3 separate regions of the Drosophila melanogaster genome follow, and regions 2 and 3 are each linked to region 1. A link is a contact called in public Hi-C and HiChIP or PLAC-seq data. All regions are on one chromosome and are shown on one strand. Each heading gives the region's core, a stretch centred on a gene start, on an enhancer-like site or on the middle of the called end of the contact. The rest is flanking DNA. Distances are from core to core; before and after follow the strand shown. Region 1 holds the start of CG6465. Region 2 overlaps hth (homothorax). Region 3 holds the start of lncRNA:CR44939 (long non-coding RNA:CR44939).

Region 1 (3,278 bases), core at 660-3,159:
TCAGTTGGTGCGATAATGCCTCCAGACCCCGTAGAGTCCGGTTAGAGATTGCCGGACCCGCCAGACCAGACGGCGCAGCCGATAAGCAATATATGTAGCTTAAAAAGATTATTCCTTGAATTGACTGAAACCTTCATCCGCTTTCCTATTTTCAGCTGAATGAAAACGGCTACATTGTCATCGAGGACTTCCTCACTGCCGAGGAAGTGGACTCACTGTACCAGGCGGGAAGAGCTCTGTGCCTGGATGCTCCGCAGAACAACAGGAAGATCTTCAGCACCATAAAGCAGGAGGATGCACAGGGAAAGGAGCTGTACTTCATGGAGTCGGGAGACAAAGTGCGTTACTTCTTCGAAAAGGGGGCGGTGGGAGATGAGGGCCAGCTGCTGGTGGATCCCATGATCGCCCTCAACAAAGTGGGGCATGCTCTGCACGTGGAGCATCCTGCCTTCAATGCCATCACCTTTAGCAACCGAGTTCGGGAGATCTGCTGGCAGTTGAACTACAATAAGCCGGCCGTCTGTCAAAGTATGTACATCTACAAGAATCCGGGAGTGGGTGGCGAGGTGACGCCCCATCAGGACTCGTGGTTCCTGCACACGGATCCCAACTCGGCAGTGGGCTTTTGGCTGGCCCTCGAGGACTGCACCCTGCAGAATGGTTGCCTGCAGTTCATCAAGGGATCACACAAGAGTGGAGTCCACAGGCGCTACCTTCGCAATCCCGACAAGGATGCCAGCGAACTGATGGTCTACGATCGGGCAGCTCCCATTTATCCGCAGTCCAGCTTCACGCCAATGCAAGTCAGCAAGGGTAAGTTGATAGAAGATAATTTATCATGAATTCAAAGTAGGTGAAGCACTTTCTAAGTACTGCAGAGCACTACAGCTTCGGTAGACCCATTTAAAATTTATCTTTATGGTGGTTAAGATGCAAAGTAAATATTTTGTTAGCTGCTTTTATCAGTCCAAGTGTAATTTAGTTGTATTTTTGGTCTGGTTCCCTAAAGAGTTATATTCGTGGTTTTTCCATAAAACGTTTAAATACTCTAAAATCATTATAACATATGTTCTACTTAATTTTTCCAGGCACCTGCATTCTAATCCACGGAAATGTGGTGCACAAGAGTGAGCCGAATCGCTCGCAAAAGAGTCGCCACGCCTACACTTTCCACGTCATCGAGACTGAGAACAACGTCAAGTATTCGGAGGACAATTGGCTGCAGGCGCCGAAGGATAAGCCATTCCCTGTCCTCTTCGAACGCAAGGCCTAAGGGTCTGGTGGAGATCGTTATTCGGTATTTTCGCATATAAGACTCTAGTGACTCTTTAAGTTTTGTTGTACACGCCAAGATGTATGATGTAATTGTAAATGTAAAGAATAAACTTCCTACTGTATTAAAATCTGAATTTAAACTGGTCCCAAGCAGTAGTCAAGCAGTGCTGGAAATTTGAATTTAAAGCAGTACTTCGGGCTCGAGCCAGTAAGCAAGCAGTTGATGGGAACAGATAGCAAGGGGCGAACGACCGACCTTATAACAAATCTACGAATCAAATTTAAACTATAATAGAGAGTAGAAGGGGAGACCACGGTCAAATTGATACAGTAAAAACACAATAAAGTTGAAAAAAGTCCCCTGGATTATTGTGTCAAATATTACATATAAAAGCTAAGCCTTATATTGCTGGAAATGTTTTTTGTATGAAATATAAGAATTAGTTTTCCACAGTGATGTCCAATCACTGATTGCTGTTGTTGATTAAAACAAGTGATCCCCTCCGCTACTGTGACGTAAACGAGTTTTTTCACCATCCGAAGTTCTCGTTTACAATTTGATAAAATTATCTGTGTCCGCCACCTCGCGGGTCGCGCGTTGGCGTTACGATCGTGAGAGATAAGTCTATTAGTAGTAGGGCACTGGAACTCGACTCGGACACTAGCTAACACAACTCAGTATGCTGCCAGCTGTCAGCCGCAAAAGATCGTATATAGAAGTGAAATGGCCACCAGCAAGTGGGAATCCGATGAGGAGATACAGTACTTTCGCGAGTATCTGCGCATCCCAAGTGTCCATCCCGATCCGGACTATGGTTAGTATCTGAACGATAGTATATTTTAGAAAAATGAAGTGACAATTTTAAAGATACTTACACTTACCTCTACAGCACCATGCGTCGAATTTCTCAGACGACAGGCAAATCTGATGGATCTGCCAATGAAGGTGTATTACCCGGCAAATGAACAGAATCCCGTAGTGGTTTTGACATGGAAGGGACTCAATCCCGAGTTGCCCAGCATTCTGCTGAACTCCCACATGGACGTGGTTCCCGTATTTCCAGAAAACTGGACTCACCCGCCATTTGGAGCCGACATCGATGAGGAGGGTCGCATTTTTGCCAGGGGAACACAAGATATGAAGTCCGTGGGAATGCAGCATCTAGCCGCAGTTAGAGCGCTCAAGAGAAGTGGAGCGAAATTCAAACGAACTATCCACATTTCCTTTGTGGCGGGTCAGTTACTTTCTAAGTTACTATTCTATCATACAACATTTAAAATATTTCATTCACTTAGATGAGGAAATGGGCGGTCGTTATGGCATGAGACCTTTTGTGCCAACTGAAGATTTCCGTGCTCTTAATGTGGGATTTGCAATGGACGAGGGATTGGCTTCACCCGATGAGCAGCTGCCTCTTTTCTATGCAGAACGAGCAGTTTGGCGTAAATTTAAATTAAATTTTAAATTTAAGTCCCTTGCTATATATATACTTACCATTTCAAACAGGTGTATATTTCAACATCAGTGGGACTGCTGGTCATGGATCGCTTTTGCTGCCCAATACTGCTGGTGAAAAACTGAACTATATAGTCGGAAAGATGATGGAGTTTCGTAGGAGTCAGGTTCAAAGATTGCAGAATAATCCAGAGTTGGTCATTGGCGATGTAACGACCATTAATTTGACCAAACTCGGTGGCGGAGTTCAGAGCAATGTGGTGCCTCCCTTGCTAATGGTCTGCTTCGATTGTCGTTTGGCTCTAGATGTGGACTTTGAGGAGTTTGAGGCTAACGTAGGTGCTGTATTCATCCTAAATGTTGCGTAAACTAAGATACTGGCATATTTATAGCTCCACAAATGGTGTGCCGACGTGGGTGGTGGCATCGAGATCACTTACGAACAGAAGCAACCTAAAGTCCCGCCCACCGCCATCGATGGGAGTAATCCCTTCTGGCTTGCTTTCAAGAAAGCTACCGATGAGATGTAAGCGCTTCTAACTTAAAA
Region 2 (3,275 bases), core at 586-3,085, 140 kb after region 1:
CAGGACAAAGGGAGGGGTGGTGGCTGGGTGAAGGGGGCTTCGAAAGGGGGGCTGCTGACGAAAAAAGCAATTTTCAATTTTTCTACACAAAAATGCCAAACATGCTGGGGCTGAGAAAAGCGAAAGAGTGAGCCTCAGGGTTGGCGAGGGGGCCGAAGGGAACTTGTGCTAAAAACTTTGACGACAGCCAAGTTGGGCTAAAAAGGGGGCGGCGGTGGCAGGGGCGGGGCAGCGTTGGCGTTTGCGCCTTGCAGTCGCTGGCAAGTGATAAATCATTTCAACTGTCACTTTCGAAACACAATTTTATCTAAACACAGACACACAGAAAGCGACCCGCACACAGACGAAAAGCGACAGACACAAGTGCACTGAAAACAAATGCTTGATAGTGTTTTCAAAGGCGTTAACTATCCGATTTTTATATGGTATCAAAAACATCTGCGTTTACTTGAAATCAATTACTTTATTCAGATTCACATTCTTAAAATGATTGAAGTGAACGAAAATGATTCAAAGTATTAAAATGGCAATGAAAATATAAAATAAAAATAGTTTAAATTTTAAGTATATCAAATGATTTATTTAATCAAATATAGACATTAAATAATTTAGCTCCCTTTTTCTCACTGCTTTCAACGAATTTGAAGCGACTTTGGCATTGGGGTGAAGTGAACTCTATGGAAAATGGAAAATTCGTTTCGTTGCGTCTGTTGTTTTTCTTTTTTCGGCTGTTCTCGGTTGTGAGGGGGGGGGGAACACTTTTGGCTGAAGGTGGGGGTATAATGGGTGTTAGTTATAATGTGTGCCAGTGTGTGTGAGAAGTGCATGGGTGATAAGGCAAATGCATTTCGTAGCTCTGAGGCATCTAATCAATGCCTAAGCGCCATTTATCAAGCCCATGGGCACTTCACAAAGTTTTGGGGAAACTCGGGGAAAAGCGGGGAAAATTCGGGCGCTGAAAGTGGGGAGAAGGAATACACTTAGCTAGAGGCTGAAAAGCAAATGGGGTCGCCACCGAAATAGTGCCACTAAAAATAGAAAATCGTTCGATGCGTTTCACCGACAAAAGGCCGAAAAGCAAATCAAGCAAAGCAACAAACGAAATTAAAAATAAATATATAAAAACGGGAATATAAAAAAAGTCGCGTCTAACTTAAGGCAATTTAAAATTCAACTAAAAGAAAGCGATATATTCAAAGGTCAAAAAAGAACAAACCAAAAATAGGTTACTAAAAATACAACAAAATTCGCACAAGAGCAAACATAATTAACAAAACCAAAATTAATTTCAAAAACATTTCGAAACATTAAAGTGGCAAAACATGCAAAAATAAAATAGAAGAAACGAAAAGCCGATCAAGATAATTTAAAATACATTTTTGAAGCAAATTGAACAACACAAAAAGCTAGAATAATTTAAAATACATTTTGAGACAAGCTAACCATAAATGTTTTAGCACATTCTCAGAATCGAGAGTTGTGACATTTAAAAGCCCCATAAACAAAGGAATCTGAAAAAGCATTTTGGTTTAAAATAATATATAACTTGTGGCATTTTCAAGTTTTTGTTTTTTGCTTGTGGCCAGTTAAAGCGAAGCGAATTAGCTTTGTTGGCCTTATTGATTTTGCATTGCATAAGGCAATAGACGTGAAGAAGAAGAGCTGAGGGACTCAAAAATCGAATTAGTCAAGTCACAAAAATTGAAAATCATTAACTTGGCAGAAACCAAAAAAAAAAAAAAAAACGCTCAATTCGCCGCAGTTTTATGTCTTCACTAGCTTCGTCTCGCTCTGGCGCACCAAGAGAGAGCAGAGCCGCTGCGAGGCGGGGAAAATATACGCGGCCATCAAAGAGCGAAAGAGAGAGGGAGAATCTGTGGATGCACGAGTGTTTGTGCTTGTGTTTTTTTTCCATGTGTGTTTGTGTTTGGGAGAGCAAAAATCAGCAGACTGTTTGGCTCTGTCTCTTTGTGTTGTTGTTATTGTTGTGACTTTGTTTTGTTTTGCTGCGGCTTTTTTATTTTATTTCCTTACAATAAAAACGACAATAAAATTTTTTAGTGCAAAGATTTATGTGCGAACAATTTTTTTCGGCCACTCATTTTACCTATGTTGTTGGTCTTGTTGGCCCCAAAAATCTCTATTAATTTTGATATTGATTTCGGTTGAGTGCATAGAAACAACACGTTGTCAGGTCAATTTTTATTAGCTGAAAAATGTTGGGTAACTATTTGGGCTAACAATTTAATAACACAAAAATAATAACATTTAAAAAATCCGAAATTATTTAAGCCATATAAAATGCCACAAAATAAAGAATATTTATGCAGCAATCGAGCAGAAAAATAGCTAAAATAGTTTAACATTTTATTATTTTAGTTTTATAGTTTTATTATTATAGTTTAACATATTATTATTATTATTATCACGTAAAAACATTTGGAATTGATAACCAATTAAATAGATATTTTTCCACTGTTTGTTATTTTTGCCGATTTTATTTTTGGCCCTATTACGTTACATTTTAATTGGGCAGGTGCAGTTTCGCTGGCAATTTAATATTCCATTTAAGTTAAAAAAAAAAAAAAAAACAGTAGACACTTGCATTCGCTCTTGCCAAAAGGGGCGTGGCATTCGGGGGTGGCTCTTCGAGGGCGGGTGAATGTAAGGCTGGGCATCAGGACCACCCCATAAACACCCCACAAAAGCGTTCATAAAACGTGCCCATTTACTACCAAGAAAATTGCCCATTAAGAAGAAAACGAAGCGTAGTCTGGCCCCCGACTTTTCCCCCCGCTTTTCTGACCAGAATAGAAGGAAGGTAAAAGGAAAAAAATGGAAAATTTAAATAAAGGTGCGTTGCTGCTTGTCTGCCCGCGTCGTTGAGCTCAAGAAAGTGCTTAAAAAAATAATAGAAATTGCCCGGGAGATTGGTCGAGGGTTGCTATTGTTGTTGTACGACGCGGCACGCCCCCACACTTCATTTTTTTTCCAACCGCCTTCATTGTGCTTTAAAGCCAATAAACCAAATTATTATTAGCGCCATTTTCCCCGCTCATTTCCTTACACTACGTATTTCATTTAAAGTTTTATCAGCTTAAAGTGTCCATTGAGGTTCTTATGTTTATACATTTTGTGGCCCGTTTTCCTTGAGGGTTTCTTTTCATTCAGAGATTACTGGGGGAATTTCAGGTGTGGGGGCCAAGGCACCTGTCATTCTCCGAATTTTTGACGAAAACCCAGAGACAACTATCTCTGAGCCTTCAACAGATATC
Region 3 (3,128 bases), core at 195-2,694, 220 kb after region 1:
ATGGCCAGGACATGGACACGCATGCGTAAGTCGATGCCGCTGTAAGTGTCAGTTGTTGCTGATAATTAGCGATTATGGACGACAGCACACAGTCACAACTGTACTGCTAAAGTATCAATAATAAAAAGCATAGGTACAAATATTACCAAATTGGTGATCCACAGGATCACTGAAGTTACCTTGAGATGGTCATTATATGAACCTTACTCATTACCAATTTTCAAATGTTTGGGAAATACATTGTATCTGCTGTGTAGACCCGAAATCATACATCTTCCCCCTTTGAGTTTGCGGCCAAGGCGCTGATTAACTGTCGGCGGTTCAAAGTGCTCTTAGTTGCAGGGGGCAAATTGTGGATCGGGAAAACGCAGACTAGGTGGTGCTGGTACCCAAAACACGCACGCACATTCTGAGGTCAGGCACGAACATTTTAATGCGATAATTTAACCAGAATTTGTGGTTACATTGACTAATTGAACAGGTGTGGCCATTAAGCAGCCGCAGGCACAGCAATCGCATCGTGCATATGCACTTGCATTTGCATGCAGACAAAAAGGACATCGCCGCAGGACATCGCACCGTTACTGGTTACTGGATCCTGGTCACTCTGTTTGCTTGTTACTTGACCCCTTGCGTGACATTTCTGGCGACGGGACGAGAAGTTTGGCCGAAGACCAAAACAAAAGGACAGTACATCGCTGGACGGCATGTTAATTTGTTAGCTTGTTGAGTTGCTAACCAGGATCCGATCCGAGGGATGGTAATATGGTGAATCCGGCTAGTCAAAGTGCATTGCGGTTTCGGCCAGGTCGATTCCCCGTCTTGGAACTGGACTCCATCGCATGTGGCACGGGAACCCCCGAAATTAAACACTGTTGACAGCTCGCACTCACACACAATTTGAATAAGTTGGATGGGTTTTGAGACTTGGCGAGTGTATCCCTATCTATAGTACGTCCCATTGTCTTGACAGTTGCATGAGCTGGGATTCCGCTTTTGTGGTCGAACAATGGTTGATTGGGAACATTTCATATTTCGCTTTATAATTAGGTAATTTGAGTGGCCAGCCAGCCAGCCAGGTAGTCATGGCAGCCAATTAGAGAGCTCTGACATCGAAATGAATGCGATGAAGTGTGGGCCATGCTCCATGGAACTGCAACAAAGCCACCGCATGCATGCATGTGCCATCGAATTGGATCGGAGAAAATACATTTCATTTCGGGAAATCACATTTTATCTGTCCCTATTTTAGATCCGTATCTAGGAGATATATGCACGCACATGTTCGTCATGTAACGCATTTTCCAACCTTTCCAGTCCTCTTCTACCCGCTTTTCCACTTTCCGAGCCATGTTGTGCATTTGCATAGTCAACGATTTTTTGACATGTTGACAGTTGATTTTTCTGACAATTTAACTGGTTTCGATGTAAAATCAGTTTCGAAAATTACACTCGAATGTCAGCTGACGACTTTAAAGGAATTTTCTGAGCTCACCTCGTTGTTATTGTTGCTCTGGCTGTTGCTGCTTCTGGCCATGGCGTGCAGCAAATTGTTGTTGCCCCGACTTCTTGCCTGTATCTCAACAATCAGCCATGAAACTATTATTTTCACTCCCCCCTTCACCACCGCCCTCCTCATTCCACTCCTTTGTGTAAAAGTCAGCAGGCAAATTATTTAAATTGTTATATAAAACGGGTAATTATCTGGCAAAGAGTAATTAGTTTTTGATTTTTTTTTTTTGTGGCCTTCCGCTCCAATGCTTGAAACTCCCTGTCATTTTCGCCATTACTTGGAAACCAAAAAGTGGTGAAACGAGCCAGCAAAACTATATATAAAATGCAAATATATAAATAGACATTTTATAGATAACTAGCCTATAAAATGTCCAGTAAACATTGCCAATGAACGCTGAGAATTCTGCCAATAAAATCTTTTCTTTTATAATACTTTCCAGTCCGAAATGACCACCATTACTGACAATTTTCTAGGAATTCCTGCATGTCATCCATATGTCAGCGATAAGTGGACTTTTCAGCCATTTGTTGCCTACTTTCAGGGCGCCAGTGAAATGAAGACCTCGCGAGCGAGCGGACAACCGAAAATGCGGCTCGCTTAATTAATTAATGCACTCGGGCAATTTATGAAAATATATCAAAAGCTGACAAGCTGGAAATTTATGCGCCCAACTGGTTGGCACAACCTGAAAACGGGAGCAGGAGTTGCTGGCCAAACCACGCCGAGCCGGGCCAGTCAAGAATTCTGAATTAAGAGCCAGGAGTCGACAGTCGGCGCCGCTGCCAATACAATTTTGGCGCACTGCTGCAGTTGCAACTGGCAACTGGCAACTGGCAACGTGCGGCATTTGCAACTGGTGCAGCGATATTGCGGTGCAGCTTGGCTCTTATGAGCAGCAAATGCAGCGCGACTAATGCGCCTCAAAATTCCAGCCACGGGCCGCTGTCAGCATCTCTGCTCCTCCGCCGGCCAAATGCATCCAGCAATGCGTTCTGGCACTTGTGAACATTTTAATTATATATGTGTATGTATGTATATGTGGCCAGAAAGGTGTTTTTAGGGGATTGGTGGGTTAAAGAGGATTGCGGGGCATGCGTTTGGAGCCCCGGACTCTGAAGTCGAGGTGATAAAACACCCGATAATCGCCGAGATCGTTTTGCTGCCGCTGCATCTTCAGCGCTTTTGCGCATCGCTTCGAATCTGTGGCGGCCACATGCAAACATTATAATTTAATTGACAAGATTTATCGCATACGCAATTAGTGTGGCAAATGGCAACTGGCAAAACGGCAAAAGTGGCAAAAGCCCGCTGCCGCTTTTTCCGCGTAATTCGGTGGATGCCGTCCGACGTTTTAGACAATTTTTCTGCCGCGCCTGCATAAATCTCATCCGCGTACTCGTAGTCGCGACAATTATGCACATTTTGCTTTAAACGTCCCAATTAATAATTTTCACTTTGGTAATTATGACAGGCGCGCTGAAGTGACAACATCAAAGGGGCACAGAGATTCGAATTCCAGAGGCACTGCACCTTGTTTACCTATCTAAGTTCTTACTTAGCCTGGGTCCTAGTTTATATAAGCTCATAAGTATTTTTGGGTGGCCTGTGTAAA

What was found. A called contact is a pair of places that touch in the nucleus more often than the background predicts. HiChIP or PLAC-seq counts read pairs in DNA pulled down with a chosen protein or histone mark.
Region 2: a Hi-C map of the Kc167 cell line shows a contact between it and region 1, with 2.5 times the contacts expected there. The contact joins the enhancer-like site here to the promoter of CG6465 in region 1. A contact is called at or near these places in 29 of 107 Hi-C or Micro-C datasets (the Clone 8 cell line, the D17-c3 cell line, the Kc167 cell line and 9 more).
Region 3: a contact with region 1 is called in a CP190 HiChIP or PLAC-seq map of the Kc167 cell line, with 3 times the contacts expected there. The contact joins the promoter of lncRNA:CR44939 here to the promoter of CG6465 in region 1. A contact is called at or near these places in 8 of 107 Hi-C or Micro-C datasets (the D17-c3 cell line, the Kc167 cell line, the PNm cell line and 3 more) and 1 of 6 datasets of contacts at active chromatin or transcription factors (the Kc167 cell line).

What each region holds. Positions count from the first base shown.
Region 1 is chr3R:10,675,882-10,679,159 of dm6, reverse strand. CG6465 reads left to right here and starts at 1,909. Exons shown (of 6, transcript NM_141747.3): 1 at 1,909-2,090; 2 at 2,166-2,510; 3 at 2,572-2,718; 4 at 2,783-3,066; 5 at 3,124-3,257. The coding sequence starts at 2,000. Phyhd1 (Phytanoyl-CoA dioxygenase domain containing 1) reads left to right here. Exons shown (of 3, transcript NM_001104270.2): 2 at 156-813; 3 at 1,089-1,423. The coding sequence ends at 1,273.
Region 2 is chr3R:10,534,516-10,537,790 of dm6, reverse strand. The region is part of intron 8 of hth (homothorax); the gene reads left to right. Among named protein-coding and RNA genes, the nearest start is that of mir-4944, 23 kb to the right of the region's middle. Within about 2 kb of position 1,835, at least 37 of the 39 cell types and tissues checked have an H3K27ac peak or open chromatin away from gene starts, as enhancers often do. A contact at or near this core is called in the Kc167 cell line, the OSC cell line, the S2 cell line and 3 more, where this site is marked.
Region 3 is chr3R:10,459,344-10,462,471 of dm6, reverse strand. It overlaps lncRNA:CR44939 (long non-coding RNA:CR44939), which reads right to left and starts at 1,444. Exons shown (of 1, transcript NR_125129.1): 1 at 394-1,444. It overlaps lncRNA:CR44955 (long non-coding RNA:CR44955), which reads left to right. Exons shown (of 1, transcript NR_125130.1): 1 at 1-85.